Linked DNA regions of Mustela erminea: region 2 is linked to region 1. The links are chromatin contacts, called in public Hi-C maps. All regions are on one chromosome and are shown on one strand. Each heading gives the region's core, a stretch centred on a gene start, on an enhancer-like site or on the middle of the called end of the contact. The rest is flanking DNA. Distances are from core to core; before and after follow the strand shown. Region 1 has its middle 50 kb from the start of AHCTF1. Region 2 holds the start of CDC42BPA (serine/threonine-protein kinase MRCK alpha).

What was found. A called contact is a pair of places that touch in the nucleus more often than the background predicts.
Region 2: a Hi-C map of spleen shows a contact between it and region 1, with 5 times the contacts expected there. The contact joins the promoter of CDC42BPA here to the enhancer-like site in region 1. A contact is called at or near these places in 2 of 3 Hi-C or Micro-C datasets (skeletal muscle and spleen).

The regions. Positions count from the first base shown.
Region 1 is chr17:11,611,600-11,616,852 of mMusErm1.Pri, forward strand. No RefSeq gene overlaps it. Among named protein-coding and RNA genes, the nearest start is that of AHCTF1, 50 kb to the left of the region's middle. Within about 2 kb of position 2,877, the one cell type or tissue checked has open chromatin away from gene starts, as enhancers often do.
Region 2 is chr17:11,699,766-11,704,960 of mMusErm1.Pri, forward strand. CDC42BPA (serine/threonine-protein kinase MRCK alpha) reads left to right here and starts at 2,449. Exons shown (of 36, transcript XM_032317326.1): 1 at 2,449-2,626. The coding sequence starts at 2,449.

The sequences.
Region 1 (5,253 bases), core at 1,627-4,126:
TCACTATCCTAGATTCTGCTGTCTTCAGGCGCTAGAGAGGGGAGCCCAGCTCTGGGGCCACAGAGGCCATGCTCCTCGTGGGGCCGCAGTGTCTTTGCCAGCATCCCGGCATCAGGGAGGACCTGCAGGAGTGGAGATGGGTTTAGGCCTGAAAATAGGGCCGCCCTGCCTCCCGGGGCCACTCTAGCCAGCCGTCTGTGTTCCCACTCTGAGGAACACACACCCACCTTTCTCCCCCATCTGTTAGGAAATCACTTTTCCCAGAAAGCAGGTGCTTCCTCAGGCCCTGAGAACCCTATTGTCCTGCCCCTGGGCACATGTCTGGGGCCACACTACCAGGGATATTCCTATGGGAGGCGGAGCCTTCATTCTGCTCTCTTCTTTATCACGGCTCTACCCGGGGGCCTTATCTTCAGCCATGTCACGTGGGGCCTCCAGATATAGACCATATATAGCAATAAAATTTATTGCATTATAATTGCATGCAGTGGTATGTGGGTGAGTGTTTAATAATCAGCTTTGGGTGGGGAAGTGAGAGAAAGCTCTAACTTGCGACATTTGCTCAATTCCGCTGCAGAAATACCCTCCCCATGGCCAATCGCAAGCTACCAGTGTGATATTCCAGAACTTGGGAGCTGGGAAGACACACAGCAGCTCCAGCCCACCACTGACAGATGCGAGTTACCAGAGCTTCTCTGGTCTTATTCCAAATCCAGACAGGTCTAGGAGGTGAGGAGGTCAGATGGTATTTTTTTTAATGGTGTCATAATACTTACTGTTGAATATTAAGAATTACAAACTATAGCTTTTACTTGAAAATGCAAATTTAAAAATATGCAGAGGTGGCTCAGTTGACAGTCTGCCTTGGGCTCAGGTCGTGATTCCAGAGTCCTGGGATCGAGCCCCACTTCAGGCTCCTTGCTCAGCGGGCAGCCTGCTTCTCCCTCTGCCCCTGACTCTGCTCATGGTCTCTCTCTCTCTCTCAAGTAAATAAATAAAGTCTTTTAAAAAATTAAAATTAAAAAATAAAAAAGTATGCATTAGTTTTCCATACTCTATGAGATATGATCTCAAAATGATGAGAAGCTGAACTCGAAGCGAGTTGGTAACACCATTAATAGGTGAATACTAACACTGTTTTCATGTGAGGGCCATGTACTCAGAGTGGCATGCCTGGACACTTCCTGAGGGCCGATGGTATTACTCCCACCTTATAGACGACTCTCACGTGCCCCACGCCAGTGGCTGGTTGAATAGTATAGTCATTTGAGGCACGTGTCGCACAGACCATATGCAGCTTTTCAAAGGAAATGTCCAGAACCTGGTTTTCACAGCCCTTAGAAACCCTCACCTGTGAAGGGATAGAGAAGGTTCCAGAAAAAGGAGGGCGGGGGCATTTGTTAGGAAAGCCATGACTGCACTGGCCTCTCCAGGAGGGATGGGGCTGGGGCAGCTCAGGTCCTGTGAGAGAAGGCCCACCCTGGGACCTGCGTTTTCGGAGCGGCTCAGAGAGCTCCAGCAGCAGTCTTGGCAGTGGGAGGAAGTAGAGAAAAAAGAAAACAGGGCTTCATTTGGGCAAGAACTGCACCCCGCAGAGAGCGGGGACCAACCTGCATGGGACTGGGGATGGAGGCAGCAGGCCAGCCCAGGTCTGGAATTTGATCCAAGAGTTGGCCTGAGACGTAAGGGGATAAGGAAAGCCTGGTGGGGGTTTAGAGGGTAATGTGTGTTGGGGGGGCAGCCAACAATCTGAGGATGGCATCTGGGTGCCTAAATGAGGCTGAAACAAACCAACAAGCAGACCCAGGAAAGAGTCCATTCAACTATGTGTCATGGGGTCCCCTGACCCCTGCTCCCTCCCACTCAGCGGGGCGAGGACTGCTGTGAAGCCCCACCTTGGAATGAATCTTATAGTGTCACTCTGCTGGATTCTTGGCCCAGCACCTAATTTCTGAAACAAGACTGTGTTTCTGATTTGAACCTCCGTCCATAGGATGACCTCATACCTCAGAGCCAGCAGAAAAAATTCTGGAGTTCATGGGGTTTTTTCATTGAAGGGCAGGAGCGAGCGATCCCTGTGAAATATTTTGAAGGAGCCGCGGGTGACAAAAATAAAGCTGCTTTTGGATCGAGTCTGAAGAGCCGCGCCGGTGCGTTGTGGGTTTGGTGCTGGAAGGGAGCGGCCGGCCTCTGGGCCCAGCCTCCTCCGCAGAGCCCCTGGGGGCGGGCCCTGCGGTATCGGAGCCGCTGGGAGGAGCCGGGCCAGCCCCAGGCGACTCCATGGGAGGGGTCACTTCAACCGACTCTGAACTGTGGTAAAGGCTGAGTTTAAAAATGCAACTTTCAATAAGAGGAGACGTTTGCAGACGGAGTCACCGCCTGAGTCAAACATCCCCTGGGACAGATTCCCACTCCCATCTGTGGTCTGTGCGAATCTTCTCCCAGCCCCCTCCCTGGCTCACAAGGGGTGGGGATCGAACACGCACCCTCCCGGCACCTCCCGGCCCAGCCTCCTGCAGAAGCCAGCTCTCCGACCGACCCCACTAACCAGATCGCGCCCTGGGACGTGTCCGAGGCGGAGGGAGAGACCGCCGGGCTTGCAGGCCGGGACTGGTTCCTGTTTGCTGACTCTGCTCCCGGGGACACGCGTCCAGCTCCTCGGGGATGGAGTCTGGATAAAAGATGTTAATAGAAAGCGGAATTAACGTGCAACAAACACCCGTAAGCATGCTGCCGGGGCGGCGGCTGCGGAGATCTTGGGGTCTTGTCGGCGGCGCCGCGCAAGGGCTGGAATTTTTGCTCCGCTCTAGGCGCTGGGACGTTTGCACAGCGCGCGCGTGCGCGCGTTTGCGGGCGGGTGTGTGTGTGTGTGTGTGTGTGTGTGTGTGTGTGTGTCCGTCCGCGGGCTGCAGCTGGTGTTGATGGGGCAGGAGCGCTGAGTCACTGGCCGTTCAGTGGCTCTTACATCACGTTTCATTGTCCTTTCTTCCTTTCCAGGCTTTTAAGGGCTCTTTCAGTGTTTTTGTTTGGCTGCGTGTTTGTCTCTAGCTTAGCTCCGGCTGGAAATCGGGGTGTAAAATCCGAAAGGCCTCGGGCTTCTGCGCAAAGCCGCGCGGAGGGGCCTGGGCCCCGCGGCAGCTGAGAATGCCCAGCACCCCAGTTCCTCGCTCGCGGGGCGCCCAGCCACTGAGGCGGCAGGTGCCGCGGGCGGGGCGGGGATGGGGGTGGGGGTGGGGGGCTCTCCCTGCTGTGCGGGTCTGAACTGGGGCTGATGAGTTTCACAGTGCCCGTTTTCGTTGTTGTTCAGGCCCCCTTTTAGCCCAAGTGTAACAGGTGGTGTTAATTATCTGTGTGACATAAATTCTTGGAGAGCTGGCCTCTGCAGAGGGCCTTACACATTTGTTTAAAGGACTGTTTGACCCAACAAGCTTGCCACTGCACTGAAAAAAAAAAATTGGTTATAAGAATACCTATTCATTATGGAAAAGTTGGGGGCGTAAACAAAAAAGCTTAAGGGATAAATAAAAACTATCCATAATCCATCACTGGTTGGGGGAGAAATGATCGCTGTTAACATTTTCATATGTAATTTTTCAATGTTTTTCCTATATATGAACTGATATACACATACATTTTACATATTTGGATCCATATTGTACATTGTTTTTAATATCCTATGAATATATTCTTTTTTTTTTTTAAAGATTTTATTTATTTGACAGACAGAGATCACAATTAGGCCGAGAGGCAGGCAGAGAGAGAGGAGGAAGCAGGCTCCCTGCAGAGCAGAGAGCCCGGGCTCTATCCCAGGACGCTGGGATCATGACCTGAGCCTAAGGCGGAGGCTTTAACCCACTGAGCCACCCAGGCGCCCCACCTATGAATATATTCTTAGTCCTTAAACCATATTCTAGAAGCGCTACAAATTAGCCTGGTGTCAGCAAAGAGATGTTGTTATGTCTTTGATTGTTTTCTCTGAGGTCAATTCATTTCTTTCTTTCTTTTTTTTTTTTTTAAGACTTTATTTATTTGACAGAGAGAGATCACAAGTAGGCAGAGAGGCAGGCAGAGAGAGAGAGAGAGGAGGAAGCAGGCTCCCTGCTGAGCAGAGAGCCCCATGCGGGACTCGATCCCAGGACCCTGAGATCAAGACCTGAGCCGAAGGCAGCGGCTTAACCCACTGAGCCACCCAGGCGCCCAATTCATTTCTATTTGTAGGATCTTTCTCTTGCCAAGATAGCCTTCCCCATCAAGTCCCACCTCTGTGGGGTTGCTGAAGGATTTGGGGTAACCATCTCTTTTTCTCTTGGCTGCTGAGAAATTCCCAATGGGCATCTATCCAGGTCAGGGATTCTCAAACTGGAGGGCCCAGCAGAACCTTCTGGAAGGCTCAAAAGAGGGTGCTGAGCTTCATCCCCACAGCTTCAGATTCAGCAGGGCTGGTGGAATGGTGGGCTGAGCTCCCCAGTAGCATGGCTGGTGCCTGCCCTCCACTGAGACTACCGATCGTCAATTTGATTACTCCAAGTCCCCTCCTGGTGTTCTTGGCTACTTGTCTTTTCCGTTAGACTCTTTATCTTGTCTCCAGGCCCTTGCCTTTTTTTTTTTTTTTAAGAATTATTTATTTATTTTAGAGAGAGAACGCATAAGTAGGGAGAGGGGCAGAGAGAGACAAGCAGACACTGCACGGCACATAGAGCTCCACGTGGGGTTCAATCCCAGGACCCCGAGATCATCACCTGAGCTGAAAGCAGACTCTTAGCTGACTGAGCCACCCAGGCACCCCTCCAGAGCCCTTGACTTTAACTGCTACTTATGCTGTTCCCTCGTTATGTCACCCATGCATACAGAGGACATAAATAGTTTCTGTTTTTTTTTTTTTAAAGATTTTATTAAATTTTTTTTGAGAGAGAGAGAGCGAGCTCATGGCCAAGTAGGGGGAAGGGCAGAGGGAGAGGGGGAAGCAGACTCCCTGCTGAGCAGGGAGCCCTGGGGGCTGGATATCAGGACTCCCGGGGATCATGACCTGAGCAGAACCTAGATGCTCAACCGACCGAGCCACCCAGGTGCCCCCAGAAACAGTTTCTTAATGGAGGATGGGAACCCAAGTGTTTGGAGGGCCTCCCAGTAGCCTCCCAGTACCCGAGTGTGGAGGCCAGAATGATCTGTCCTTCGACGTCACCGCATCACATTCTGCTGGAGAGCTGACTCGAAAGGAAATGCACAGACGCCCAGACGATTTGTTAGAGGAAG
Region 2 (5,195 bases), core at 1,199-3,698, 88 kb after region 1:
CGTTAGCCTTCATTTCTTAGATTTCATTTCTAGTTGCGCCTCAGCTTCCATATTACTAAGAGGTAAAAAAGATGCAGTTGTGGGCATTAGCAGAAAACATAACTGGCCCATGGGCATAGGCAGGAATATAAAATAATTATATTTCAGAGGAAAATTATAAAGGAGATGGCAATTTTGAGAGGAAATGACAGAAACGCAGTGACCCAGTTTGGTGATACATTGCACTGCGGGGCCTTCCATGAGAAATTAGTAAACAGGTCTCTTCTGAAATCAAGACTAGAAAACACCTGGAAGACCCTAAATGCTTCAATGCGTCAGGGGCCGTGGCAGCCGAACGACTTGCCGCTGCTGCCCAGCATCTGCAGTGCCACTGGGGCACACGTGCGGGGCGCGCGCATGTGTGCGTGTGCGCGCACGCGGGGGCCGGAGGTTCGAAGCCCACGGAGCCCGGTCCGGACTCCCCGCATCTGCTGAACCCCTGGCGGGGGACGAGCAGGCAGCAGCTGGAGTGGTTCCGGAGGAGGAAAGCCAGTGGTGCGCGCAGGGAAAGTTTCGGGAGGAGAGATGGGCATTGTGCCCTTGGCACACACTCTCCCGAATAGGACGGTAGCGCCCACAAGTGTGTCCCTGCATTTGTCCTGGGAATGACACACGAAGCGGTGTAATTAGACACCCGGGGAACTGCCAGTCGGCTGAGCTCAGGCACCGCATTTGGCGGGGCGGGTGGTGCGCAGGTGAGGGGCGGTAAGAGAGGCACGGTCCTCCGCAGGTCGGGGGGAAGCCTGACGCCGGCTGCTCCTGGAGGGCGCCCCTCCACCCCCAAACCCAGAGCAAACGCGCGAGGCAGGTGGTGCTCCGAGCGCGCCGGGCCAGGCCCGCTGGCGGTCCGCACGAGAGGCCTCCGCGGGTCCTCCTGCATCCCTGCGTTCCACGTCGCGGTGGCCACGGCCCCGCCGGCTCCGGCCGTCCTGTTGGGATGGGGGTGCAACGGCCCGCGGCCCGCTGAGGCCTCCGCTCTGCTCCGCGCGGGCGCGGGACCGACCCCCGCTGGGCCCGCGGACTCGGACTCGAGGGGGACGGCGCACGGAGGGGGCGGTGCGCTCGCGCGCGCCCGCGGCCGGGTCGCCATATTGGATCCGGGCGCGGCGGCGCGCTTCGGGCCGGCGCGCGCGCGGCGGGGGCTGGGGGAGCCTCGCGGAGCCCAGGGCGCGAGCGCGCCAGGCCGGGAAGGCGGGGGAGGGGTGGGACGGAGAGGAAGGGAGTGGCTGCGAGCCGGGCTGCCGCAGCCTCTGCTCGCCTCAGCGGCGGCACCCACCCCTCCTCCTGCGCCTCGTCGGGGAAAGATGCCCTTAGCCCCGGGGCGTGAAGAAGGGGGAGAAGGAGCCGCCAGCGTCCTCTGAATCCGGACCCCCCCAACCCCTCGCCCGCCCCGCGCCAGGGCGTCGGGAGCCTGGGGCGGCCGAGGGGGGAGAGCGGCTGTCCGCCCCGCGCGGCGCAGGCCCCCGGCCGGCGACCCCCGCCATGGGGCGGGCGCGGGCGGCCGAGTAGCCGCAGCCCCCGGAGCCGGGGCGAGCGCCGCCGCAGCCCGCGCTCCCGTCCCGGCCGCGCCGCGCGTCAGGCCCCGGCAGACGCTGCGAGGGAGATGAGGAGTTTCGACCGGAATCCGCGGGAGAGACGACTCGCCGCGGAGCCGTGAGGAGGAGGACGCCGGGAGGAGAAAGGAAGAGCGTCCTCCGGGCGGGACCGGGCGGGCGGCGAGCCGAGGGGCTGCCTCGGGGACCTCGCCCCCTCCCCGGCCGCCGCCGCCGCCGCGCCGCCGCGCCGCCGCCGCCGCCGCCGCCGCCGCCGCCGCCGCCGCCGCCGCCGGGGCGCTCTCCCAGCGGCGGGCGGCCGCCTTTGCAGCAGCGCCGAGCTTTTCCCTCCCCCATGTACCTTCTGGGGCTTTCCTCCCTTTTCCGTCTTCCTCCTTCCCGGGAAGTGAATTGCTGATGCGGATCGGACCCGATTCATTAATGATGCAGCCGGATTCGTTGCGGGATTGTGTTGCACGAGCTGAATTTTGAATGAAGGAGAAGAGTTGTATTTTGTTTTCTTCTTCTTCTTCTTCTTTTTTTAAAGAAGTCCTGACTCTTTGGTTCGCTGTACTTTTAATTATTATTTTATTTAAATATACGACTTAATTGTATTATTCTTTTTAAGATGTTTTAGAGATCTATTTTATGGTAACTTTCCCTCCCGATACATGCATCTGTGCGGAATCGAAGACGCTTCGGTGACGGGAGCTTCCTGGCGTGTCGGGGTGTCATTCCGTACCTGCCGTGCACGACAGTGGTGTGCGGGACGAAGGGTTTATTTTTAAAACTGCACCTTGTAACATTTAGAATCCCACACTCGTAGTGCAAACCATAATACTCACTGAAGGGAAAAGCGGCGGACCCCGAAGCAAACATGTCCGGGGAAGTGCGTTTGAGGCAGTTGGAGCAGTTCATCTTGGACGGGCCCGCTCAGACCAATGGGCAGTGCTTCAGTGTGGAGACGCTGTTGGATATACTCATCTGCCTTTATGATGAATGCAATAATTCTCCGCTGCGAAGAGAGAAGAACATTCTTGAATACCTGGAATGGGGTGAGTTTGTATTTTTCACTAAGCTCCCTGGAGGTGGGCGCTGGGCTTTAATGTCGCAGGGGAGTTACCGTGAGTAAGCTGTCCACTCTCATCAGTCTGTAGATAGGCAGATAGATGGTCCGTGTACCATGTGTTTATAACCGAGACTCAAATAATGGGTATGGTACGTACATTTAAATGGATGTGCCATGAAGGTATAGATACCAATTATTCAAGATTTTTTTTTTTTTTTTTGGCTAAGTTTTTGGCAGATATTTTCCCAAGAGTAAAACCGTGCGATTCAATTATTGCCTTGGTTTAAGGTGGAATTTAGGAGGAAGAACTTACGTTTAGAGGTCTATAGTAAGAGATTTTGAACAATTCTGTGATGAGCAAAATGGATTACTGCTCACGCCTAACGCATGGCGGAATAACACACATTCAGCTGAAAGGTATTTATTGGTGGAAGCATTCCTTCCCGGTCTTTGGAAATCACTCTTGAAAAGGGGAGGAGATAGTCAAACAAACGTCTTAGGTCAACAAGAACTGGAAGGTGGTGATCTCGGGGATTTGTTTTCATCTCCCTGTGGTACAAGCAAAGGAAGCTACTAAACATGGGCTTTCCCAAAACTGTCATGTTCTTCAGATAGCATGACATAATAGTTAAAAAATTTTGTGATAGTAGTTGGTGGAGAATGTTTGGGAACAGCTCCCACTTGAGGGTTAGACGGACTATAAATTTAATGCAGATCTAAACCGGTGAGATTTTTGTCTCCATTTCCCGAAGAGATGTGATTTCGAAGACCCGCTGTAGTGCCATAGATCAGAGATGAGCGGAGCCGCTCCATGTGACCTTCAGGCTTGAAGGCTTGGTTTAAGTTCTGCTTCCCGTGTTACACGCGAGCACATTCCAACATCCAGCGGCTCTGTTGGAACAACACACATCACCACCCACACCTGTGTTGGTACACCGGCTTTTGAGGAGTATTTGCTAAAGAAGTGTTTGTACCTTTGGAATATTAATAATTATAGTTTGTTGGAAAATGTTTGTCCTGAAATGTCTTTGTTCCCAAGTAAAGCTGTATTTTCTTGAAGTAAAAGTCAAGTGGTGACTATTTTGTTCATTTATTTTTTTATTTGAAATTTATGAAAAATTAGTTGGTTAGGTAGATAACTCATTCAAGATGGCCTATAGATAATAACTTTATGCAACTTGCCAGTATCAGAAGTTTTCTAACAAGTTGATGTCATGAGGTATTTAAAAATGTGTGTGTGTGTGTGTGTGTATGTGTGTATGTGTGTATGTATGTCTTTATAAATGTGAACAGGATGATTTTTACAAACAGACCGCCAGGCTTATACTAAGAATTCTTATACTAAGAATTCTAAACTATCTTCTCTCTTAAGACTGAGACAGTTTTGATTGACTTTGGTACTGGTTTCATATGTTTTTTATTTTTATTTGTAGAGTAAAATATTTTGCAAAACGTATGTTGTTTTGCATTCCATGTTTCCTAGATTCAGAGATTTTCTTTTTTTTTTTAGTGTTTTGAAAATTTAAAGAAAGAGTTTAGGTACTTTTAGAATTTCAGTTCTTGAATTAAGTACCATAGGGACACCCTTGACTATGATCACGATTATCATTTAGTAACTGTTCTTTCTCATCTACAAAATGATGGGAGAACTCTGTGTGTGTACCAGTAATAAATATGATTTTAAAATTGTGGTAAAAGAAAACCGTATCCTCAGTTGCCTTTTGGTTGAGTTTACATAGTTTCATGCAAGAAGGTATTTTGCTGTTTTACTAGAATAATTTATATTTTTTCACCAAAGATGTTTTCTTGGATTTTGTTTCTTATATCTCTATTAAAAAACTTGCTTATGCATATTTAGTTTAAGCCAAAAGTCAAGTAAGTATTTGGCCAAATATACTTTATTTTTCTTAATATGTTTTGAGTATTTCAAACCAGGGACTTTGCACAGTTTAAAGTAGGTTAAGTTTCAGTGGTATCCTTCGTATTTTGCCTCCTTAGTAAGTCTGACAGGATGTAACAAAAATGTACAGTCTCCAGTAAACTTGTGTTGTTTTTCTTAGTAGTAGAGAAAAAGAGTCTAGAATTTTTAAGGAATTAGTACGCTGTTGGGGTAGGCAGTGTCTAGTCAGGCATTTTTAAGTGTGAGGTCTCAAAAGTGGGAGTTAACAACCATAGACATTTGGGTAAGGACTAAGAAAAAGTTAAGAATGGAAAAGCTGTCAAAAGGTGTATCTTGAGTGATGTATTTATTATTTTTAAGTTATTTGAGAATTTAGGTTAAGAATGACAGTCTGTTCCTCCATTTAAGTATTGAAATAAATCAGTTGTTGTTTGCGTTGAACTTGATTGCTACATTTTGGGGATATGTCCTATGTTATTCTTATCATCTAACATTATATAAAGAACAGATGAAGTTTCCAGATAGTGAAATGACTTCAATTTAATTTCTTAAACATTATTTTTTTGGTTGGTATTGGAAATTTATAGGGATTGTTCATTGGGCTTAAATATGATAATTCTGATTTGCGTTAAATGATACACTTTTTAGTTTGAGT